Linked DNA regions of Neogale vison: region 2 is linked to region 1. The links are chromatin contacts, called in public Hi-C maps. All regions are on one chromosome and are shown on one strand. Each heading gives the region's core, a stretch centred on a gene start, on an enhancer-like site or on the middle of the called end of the contact. The rest is flanking DNA. Distances are from core to core; before and after follow the strand shown. Region 1 overlaps JMJD1C (probable JmjC domain-containing histone demethylation protein 2C). Region 2 has its middle 170 kb from the start of JMJD1C.

Region 1 (5,230 bases), core at 1,890-4,389:
TATTGATATATAAAAAATTAATTTTGTTGCACTTCCATACCTCCCAAGGTTTTTGTTTGTTTGTTTGTTTTTTAAGATTTTTATTTATTTGACAGAGAGAGATCACAAGTAGGCAGAGAGACGCACAGAGAGAGAGGGGGAAGCAGGCTCCCTGCCAAGCAGACAGCCCCATGTGGGACTCGATCCCAGGACCCTGAGATCATGACCTGAGCTGAAGGCAGAGGCTTAACCCACTGAGCCACCCAGGTGCCCCCCATACCTCCCAAGTTTAATGATCCAGCAGTGTTTTATAGCTTAGTGAAACGTAGTACAAGTGGGCTTTGAAAATAAAATCTTCTCTCTATTCAAAGTAAATGGTTATATTGAAAAAGTTTGTTATTTTTGACAAGAAATATTGGCAAATGAACTTGATATTTCTGTTTCTAGTTACTGTACTTTAACATTCTGGTTTTTGTATTAGCAGTATACTTTTAGTGTTAGAATGACTGGAAATCTGATGAACTGGGCTTTCTGTACATTTATAAGTTAAAGGCAGTGATTTCAAGATCTACATTCAGTAATAACAAATCTTTGCAAATGACAAGTTTGATGCTGATTGATTTTCTCCATCATATGGAAAAATCCACATAATTATGTTAGTTATTTGTCTGAATATTTTTCATAAGATGCATTTAGAAAAAGTCATATGCTTCATAAATATACATTATAGTCTTGTGATGATACTGTATTTAGCTTTTTCTAGTAACTGAAGTCTGATGTATTTTGTTATTGTTGTTAAATAGAATTCTCCCAGTCCTTGGTTACATCAACCCACCCCTGTGACTTCAGCAGATGGTATTGGATTACTTAGTCACATTCCTGTCAGACCTTCCAGTGCAGAGCCTCATCGGTCTCTTAAAATTACAGCACATTCCAGTCCACCATTGACAAAAAGTTTAATAGATCACCATAAAGAGTAAGTTCCCTAATGCCTAAAACTTAGAAATACTTTGTCTTGGGGTGCCTGGGTGGCTCAGTTGGGTAGGTGTCTGCCTTTGGCTCAGGTCATGATCCCAGGTGGGATTGAGCCCGGCATCTGGCTTACTGCTCAGTGGGGAGCCTGCTTCTCCCTCTCCTGCCTGCTGCTCCACTTGTGCTCTGAAAACTTTGTCTTTTATAGTTTTTCTTAATTCACGTTCTAAACAGGTTATTTTAAATTAATAAACATCTTAAAAGTAAGCTTTGAATGAGTACTGTTGTTTCCATTTTTATATATTTTCTAATTTACTCAGGAGTATTAAAGTAAATGCAAAGTTGTGTTTTACTTTCATAATATCGCATAGATGCTATCTTCGTATCATTCAAAAAAAATTATAGAAACCTTTATGTGTATTTTCTTTACAGTGAATTAGAGAGGAAAGCTTTTATTGAACCTTTACGTTCTGTTGCATCCACATCAGCGAAAAATGACTTGGATCTAAATAGGTCACAGACTGGAAAAGATGGTTTATTGCACAGACATTTTGTGGATCCAGTACTGAATCAATTACAGAGACAACCCCAGGAGACTGGAGAGAGATTACACAAGTATAAGGAGGAACACCGTCGAATCCTTCAAGAAAGTATTGATGTTGCTCCCTTTACAACTAAAATCAAGGGGCTTGAGGGTGAGAGGGATAATTATTCCAGAGTACCATTGTCATCTTCTAGCCCTAAAAGCCATGTCATCCTCAAACAAGACAAAGATGTAGAGTGTTCAGTATCAGATCTTTATAAAATGAAGCACTCAGTGCCTCAGAGTTTGCCCCAAAGTAACTATTTCACTACATTATCTAATAGTGTGGTCAATGAACCACCAAGGTCATATCCATCCAAAGAGGTTTCAAATATTTACACTGAAAAACAGAGTAATTCTGTTGCAGTAGCAGCTAATCCTCAAACTCTGACTTCATTTATTTCATCTCTTTCAAAGCCTCCACCTTTAATTAAACACCAACCAGAAACTGAAGGTTTAGTAGGCAAGATACCAGAACATCTTCCCCATCAAATTGCTTCTCACTCAGTAACCACTTTCAGAAATGATTGTAGGAGTCCTACCCATTTGACAGTTTCTTCTACAAATGCACTCCGGAGCATGCCTGCTTTACACAGAGCACCAGTATTTCATCCACCAATCCATCACAGCCTGGAAAGAAAGGAAAGCAACTATAGTAGTCTTTCCCCTCCAACTTTAACCCCAGTCATGCCTGTAAATGCTGGTGGGAAAGTTCAAGAATCACAAAAGCCTCCAACTCTAATTCCAGAGCCGAAAGACTCTCAGGCACATTTTAAGAGTTCTTCTGAACAAAGTTTGTCAGAAATGTGGAAATCTAATAATAACCTCAGTAAAGAGAAAGCTGAATGGCATGTAGAGAAAAGCAGTGGAAAGTCACAGGCTGCTATGGCATCTGTCATTGTACGTCCACCATCTCGTACAAAACTTGAGAGTGTGCCAGCAATGCAGTCAGGTTCCAAAGATCGAGTTAGTGAAAGATCTTCAACTGGGGCAAACCAGACAGATTGCCTCAAACCAGCAGAAGCTGGAGAGACTGGAAGAATCATTCTGCCAAGTGTGAATTCAGACAGTGCTCACATAAAATCTGAAAAAAATGTCCAGGCTGTCTCACAGGGCAGTGTTCCCAGTTCAGTCATGTCTGCTGTAAATACAATGTGTAATACCAAAACGGATGTATTCACATCTGCTGCCACTACCACTAGTGTTTCCAGCTGGGGTGGTTCAGAAATAATTTATTCTTTATCAAATACCATTTTGGCCTCTAAATCCTTAGAATGTACCTCTTCAAAAAGTGTCAGTCATTCAGTGGCTCAAATACAAGAATGCAGGGTCAGCACCACAGCTCCAGTTACACCAGCCAGTAGTCAGACAGGAAGTGCTGCTCAGCCCAGTTCTGGGTTCTCAGGCACAACTGATTTTATCCATTTAAAAAAGCACAAGGCAGCATTGGCTGCAGCTCAGTATAAAAGTAGTAATGTCACTGAGACTGAACCTAATGCTGTGAAAAATCAGACATCTACAACCTCCCCTCTCTTGGATAGCACTGTAGTCTGTAGTACAATAAACAAAGCAAACTCTGTAGGAAATGGGCAAGCATCCCAGACAAGTCAACCTAACTACCATACTAAGCTGAAAAAGGCCTGGCTTACTAGACACTCAGAGGAAGATAAAAATACTAATAAAATGGAAAATTCAGGGAATTCTGTATCAGAAATTATTAAGCCATGTTCTGTCAATTTAATAGCCTCTACATCTAATGATATACAAAATAGTGTAGATAGTAAGATCATAATTGATAAATATGTAAAAGATGATAAAGTCAGTAGGAGAAAAGCCAAAAGAACTTACGAATCTGGCTCTGAAAGTGGAGACTCAGATGAAAGTGAAAGCAAGTCAGAGCAAAGGACTAAGAGGCAACCTAAGCCAACTTACAAAAAGAAGCAAAATGATTTGCAGAAGAAAAAAGGTGACATAGAAGAAGATTTAAAACCCAATGGGGTGCTCAGCAGGAGTGCCAAAGAAAAAAGTAAACTGAAATTGCAGAGCAACAGTAATAGTGGTAAGTTGCTTTTTTTTTTTTTTTTTTTTTTTAAATCTTAGGTAAAGTGGGCTGTATGTTCTTGAAATAATGTTATCTAAAGAAATAAGGGTGTCTTTCTCGAAAGATTAGTGAGCTAAAAGGCATCTTTTGACTTTGTTTGCATGTCCTTGTCTATTGTATGTGCTCATTGACCTCATTTCTGCATTTTACAAGTATCTGTAAAAGGAAATGAGAGAAGACCTGTCTCTTCATTTTTAATAGACTTGTAGATATATGTTTTACCTAGCATTCATATTGACAAAAAGCCAATGTGTAATTTAGTAGTTATTCAGAATTTTGACCATTTCTAAGAACTGTTGAAATCACACCAAAAGAGGATTCCTTATAATTAAGAATCCTTTACCATGATGTAGTTATAAAAGAAATCCTATTCACATGTACTTCCTTTAAGTCACATTTTTAGAAGAAAATTGCTTTAGTTAATGTGGATGTGGCTCTATTTCTCTTACCTGGTATCAAAAGTTTATTGAAATTACCTTCTATTTAACTAATATTGCTACTCACTGAGGAAGTTCTTAACAGTGGGCTAAATAAAAGGAAGGGATTGTGGTTTTGTGTGCTCATTTCTGTATTCAAGAAGAATTTTCATAAGTAAACGTTTCAAAACTGATAATATTTACATTTTGTTTGTAGCCTTAGCGGGACAAAAGAAGTTGTGCTTGTCAGTAGTATACACTACAAAGTGTTTCTATGTTTTTACTCTAGAAGTGGTTTTTCTCAGTTTGCTTATTTCTTTTTAGGTATATTACACAATGCAGAAAGCACTTAATAGTTCACTATACCTGTGTATTCATCCACATACAGGATAGGAAATATGTGACAGTGTGGACATTCAAAAAGTACTTTCACAAGCATTTGGATGCTTGAAGCCTCTTATTTGGGCCTTTTCACTGAATGAGGTTTTTTTATATGCCTGTGTAGAAGCCAGAGGCAAAGTGAAGGAGAGAAAAACAGGAGGATGGAATCATAGAAAAGGACAGTCAGAAAGTAAAAAACCAAAGGAAAACAAGCTCAACTAGAGACAGAGAGACTGACAGACTAAATGCAAACATAGTCAGAAGAAAGAAAGGGACATTGACATTGGAGAATACAGGATACATGCCATTTATTTGACTTTTGGATTGTGTACAGTGTTGTTTTTTCTTTCTCATGTGTTCTACTTCCCCAGTGAATTCTTAAGAGACGTAGTGTGGTCAGTAATTGTTTTCTTTTCTGTTTCATGTAACATTTCCTTTGTTTGGTATTGGGTATACAAATACTTGAGTTAAATTTACAGAAAATGGAGATAGGAATCTTCCAGCTTCTAACACTTAGAAAGCTCTTGTGACATTAAATTTATAAAATTAACTCTTAATGAAAATTTATAAAATTAACTCTTAATGAAGTACATGTTATATTTCATTTTGAGACCAAATGTACATGTTCCCAAGAGTTCAAAGACAAAGACTAGAATCAGTACTTTCCCCTCAACTTGTGATGCCTAGTCAAATCTCTTCCTCCTTAGTACCTAAAAATTAATCTCAGAGAGAGTATTCTAAGCCCCATCTATTCCTAAATCCAAAATAATAATAAGTGACTGTTAATTGCCATCTGTT
Region 2 (4,675 bases), core at 1,915-4,414, 460 kb before region 1:
GCTACTCTTAATTCAGACTACTTAAATAGGCTTGAAAAAATAAGGCTGTAGTTCTCTACAAGACCTTGACAGATGCTGATTTTGCAATTATTGTGATATAGTTACAAATTAATAACAACGAAGACCTTGTTAGATATGGTTTTAAATCTTCAGTATTCTAAACAGTTCTGCCAAATTCATTTATTCTGTTTATCTCCAAATTCCTAAGCAGTTTATTCCCAAACTTCTTTCACAGATGGCTATGACAGGTGTGGGCATGTAATCTAGAACAGTCCGTGTGTAGACTGGCCAGTCCGTTTCAGATGGCTTTCAACAAAAGCTCTGCCCAAACTGATTATGATGATAAACAAGACAATAAGACTGTCCCTCTTGGACATCTGATCCAGAGGTAGATTGGAGAGAGTGTGATAGAACTAATTAGAGAAGCAAAGAAGTCACAGAATCAGGCTACCGTCTCAAGGTACCATCAGTTAAATAAACACGTGACGTGAGATAGAAATCACCATCCGTCCTTGAGCTGGAAACTCAAAAGCAACTGATCTGCTTCCCTACGTTTTCTCCTTTTTCTTGCAGGTGGGTTGGAGACATGGATCTAGTTCCCGCCCATGAAAGGTGAGAAGTGTCTTCTATCACTTCTGGGTCCAGGTCCTCAGACCCAGGGGGTGTCCTTCAGTTCTCCCATTCCTTGTGCAGTGACTTTGGAAGCCATGTGTTAATATGGGAACATCACAAGATGGAGGCGCTTGGAATCTGAGTGGAAGAAAACCTCTACTGACACCTCATTTTGTGTGGGCAAGAAATAAATATTTGCTGGGTAAAGCCCCTGAGATTTAGAGCTGGTCCATTATAGTAGCTAGTGGGTAGTTATCCAGACTAACAGTAACCAAATGTCTCAGTGTTGCCCATGCTATAGTTGTTCTAGCGCTAATAATTGCACAGTTGCAACTTACCGTTAAAAAGAACCAGTAAGTCTGGAGTAGTCCTATACAGCTGGGGTCTGTCCTGACCATGGCCGTGTCTATTCTGATTATGCCCTTGCTTTCTCATTTGGTAAACATCATATATCACACTGCTTATGGGGAAACCCTATCTCCTTGTGTCCTTTGATATGTACTGTGAGTACTTAACAATGTAACATGTATTTTTAAGTTATAAGCCAGAAACTGTAAATTAATGGATCAAATCCGAGAGACTTACTCTATACATGAGATAAAAAGAGGAAAAAGCTTAAATACAGGGAAAGAAAATGAGACCAACTTAGAAGAAAGAAGAAATAAAGTATTTATGTCTTGAGTTAGTAAGATCAAGAGGAAACAACTGAAAAGAGAAAATGGTTATATATCCATGGGAGAGGAAATGTATTTACATGTAGGTACCCTTTAGTTATTTTAGTCTGTAAAATCATGACATTCCAAGGAAAGATACCATTTCCTCTTGCTTCTTAGTAATTTACCTGTGCCTCTTTGTTATATGCCCATCACTTGAATACACTTTGAACAATTGTAATGTATTTCATATACATTCCTGAAGTTACAATTTGTGTTTCATACACTGGTAAAATAGGAAAAGAGGTCATCTAACCACTAACATGAATGTTTTAAAAGATTATATCCCATTTTCATTTGATTCTCTCTCAAGATAAAAAGATTGCCTTTAGCATGCAGGGAACAAAACCCTCAAATTGTTCTTGTCCTTTCTGGACTTATTGTTGCAATTATCATACTACCATAGAATACATAGGTATCCAAATAGTGCATATTACCTTAGATAAATCTTTAATATTTAATTATATATTAAAATGATATTTAATTTCATATGCTGAGAACATAAAAAGCTACCATTGTTACAGAATGGAAACTAGAATTCCGAAGTTTAAAAATGTATTCCGTTTATAACCTGCTTTCCCTACAAGACTAACAACATGAAATCAATTTTTTTAGCATTGACTTAGATAATAAAGTTATTTTTAACCAATAAAAGGACAGTTCCGTTAACTCCCAACCCAAGAGCTGATTGAGAACCTGAATGTGAGTAAAGCTATTTTCCTGAAACTCACCCTCCCATTGAATGCTTAACCAACTGAGCCACCCAGGTGCCCCTCCGTGGGCATTTCTGTATTCAAATACCTTTCGGGTCTATTGTACATTGCTGCAGCTTACCACATATTTTTAAATATAGTGATCCTCTGAACAGCTCTGTGAGATAGAGAAGACAAATTCTTATATTCATAAGGTCCATGAGCCTAGCATACTGTCTTCAAGTTGAATTCAGTCCATAGACCTGTATGTCTATTTTATGACATTCATAAACTTTTTTGGAGTTAGTTGCCAATATTTAAAAGTTTCAGACTTTCACACTTTAAAAAAAATTTTTTTTTAATTTAAAAAACTTGGGGCACCTGGCTGGCTCAACTGGTAGAGCAAGTGACTCTTGATCTCCGGGTTATAAATTCCAGCCCCACCTTGGGTGTAGAGATTACTTAAACCTATAATCTTAAAACAGAAACTAAAAGAGTCTTGCTGTCGCAGAGGCCCACATTCCCAAGTGGTAACAAGTGGCTTCAGCTGCAGTGGGTAGAGGCCGCCCCATTTTTGAGGGCTCTTTCTCTCCAATTCACTTCGATCCTCACTGCTATTAACCCCCCCAAGACGGATAACGGAATCGGTTGCCACTATCTTGTTTGGCAGGCCTCCTTCTCGCTAAGTGTCACCCGCCTGGCCTCTGGGGTGTGTGGGAAAAGGATTCAGCCAGGTCACCCCAGTCAGCCCAGGAACGGTGGGGGTATGCCGCTCAGAGCCGAGGTTAGTGGTGCTCGTTGGAAATGCACACAGCTGGATTTGGAGATAACTTACTAGGTTAAATATGGAAAAGAACTTCACACATCATCTCAAACTCCTCACTGTACAGAAGAGGAAACTGAGGTCCCAGGGGGCCCCGTGACTTGTGCCGTATCACACCGCGAATTCACAGAAAAGCCCAGCTCAGAGCCCAGGTCTTTTAACTTCGAACTGAATCCCCTGGAAAAACAGAAACAGGAGAAAAAAAAACAACTGCAGAGAAAGGAAGGAGAGTAGGGACGAGCTCTCCCTTCCCCCTCCCCCAGGCTGTGGCGAGCAGCCAACGGCAGCTCACTGCATATTTAATTTAAACCTTTGTCTGCCCTGGCAAGGACAAAGTACAATCTGTTTTATGTAAAAAGTCTTCCCTGAGGAAAGCCTCGGCCTCCAGCTGCGAAACTGATTGATGTTCCTGAAGCCCCCGGGAACCTCGGCTGGGATCCGAGGTTGTGGTTTCCAAAAAAAGAGTTTGTGAAAAGGGAAGCGCTGAAAACAAATTTTTTTTTCCTTCATTGTGTTTCTCTCAATCTGGGAGAACTACACTGCAACATGGGGGGGGAGGGCATGCAAATAAAGACTATATTTTTTTTTAAAGGAGCTTTCGGAGTTCCACAGGGGAGGGGCTCCGGAGGCAATCTGCTGGGGGAGGAAGACAGGAGATGTGTCTGGAAGCTTTATTTGCATAGCAAGCACTCTGCTTTACTTAGATCGCCCCTTCCAATCAATAAAGATAGCAAAATGTTCTAAAGATGCTTTAGCCACACTTGGCAGAAGACCCAAATACTTGTATTTCAAATACAAAGATGTTTTTATTTAAAATGGGTGTGAAATGTTCTAATAGAGATTAAAATCCATGTTATTTTGAGAGTTTTGTGATATTCCTGATACCCCGTTAAGGAGACCCGGATCTGGGGTGACGCTTCTGGCGACTCCAAGGCCAGTTTTGAAATCCAGTCCTTGAGTTGCCTCAGAGTGCTCCTGGACAAGGCAGGGTCAGGGCATCTCCTGCCAGGCTTCTGTTCCATCCCCAGAGATGTTGACACCAACTTGGGGCCCCACACGCAGACAGCACCGAAGGGCTCAGCCTCAGCGTGAGAAAAATCTACAACAGTTCTGAAGCTAAGATGAACCCAGAGGACCAGCCTTCTCCACTGGCCCTAAGTCTCCCCTGGAGCAGAGTGCGCGGCAGTCTGAGAGGCGAACAAGGGTTAGGATTCAAGGGCCTGCCTTCACCTTGTGGCTCCGTGGGGGGCTGAACTTCAGCTTTGAGCCAGAACAAAGCCACTGCCAGGTCAGGGCTAAGGAGCTGGGGCCGATCTTGGGATGGTGCCAGGACCCAGAAACCACTGCCATGAGCCACCAGCTGGCTCTGGTCCCAGGACCATGTGCAGCTGCCCAGCAGGCCAGACTGGGCCTGCAGACTGGCGCCGAGCCAACGGCCCCATTAGGCCTCCCGGGCTCGGCTCCCGTCAGGCTCACACCCAATGGCCCATGTACTTTGGCATCAGCGTGCCTCTAGGTGTATTCTGAGGTGGCTGAATAGACCTTCAGAAAAGCCGCGTGACCTGCTGGGTTCTTACGGTTCTGGACACGACCCCATTGTTCTAAAAATCCACAGAGGTCAAGATGGGGAGTGGGAACTCTCTGAAGCTTGTTGGCCTAAACAAAAGGAAAGAATCAACTACTTCCCTTAACTCTGCGTGCTCTGCGTACTCTGACAAGAACAACCCAGACACCACTGGCTGTGCAAATAGAAATCCCACCTCTTACTCCCGAGCCAGTGGAGGCAAATCAATGAATGGCCATATACACAGCTGTTTCTAGATGTGCTTCCCAGT

Evidence for each region. A called contact is a pair of places that touch in the nucleus more often than the background predicts.
Region 2: a Hi-C map of muscle shows a contact between it and region 1, with 4 times the contacts expected there. The contact joins two enhancer-like sites. A contact is called at or near these places in 2 of 3 Hi-C or Micro-C datasets (fibroblasts and muscle).

What each region holds. Positions count from the first base shown.
Region 1 is chr2:178,015,075-178,020,304 of ASM_NN_V1, reverse strand. It overlaps JMJD1C (probable JmjC domain-containing histone demethylation protein 2C), which reads left to right. Exons shown (of 26, transcript XM_044239615.1): 9 at 783-955; 10 at 1,384-3,593. Among named protein-coding and RNA genes, the nearest start is that of NRBF2, 87 kb to the right of the region's middle. Within about 2 kb of position 3,139, the one cell type or tissue checked has open chromatin away from gene starts, as enhancers often do. A contact at or near this core is called in fibroblasts, where this site is marked.
Region 2 is chr2:178,470,845-178,475,519 of ASM_NN_V1, reverse strand. No RefSeq gene overlaps it. Among named protein-coding and RNA genes, the nearest start is that of JMJD1C, 170 kb to the right of the region's middle. Within about 2 kb of position 3,164, the one cell type or tissue checked has open chromatin away from gene starts, as enhancers often do. A contact at or near this core is called in fibroblasts, where this site is marked.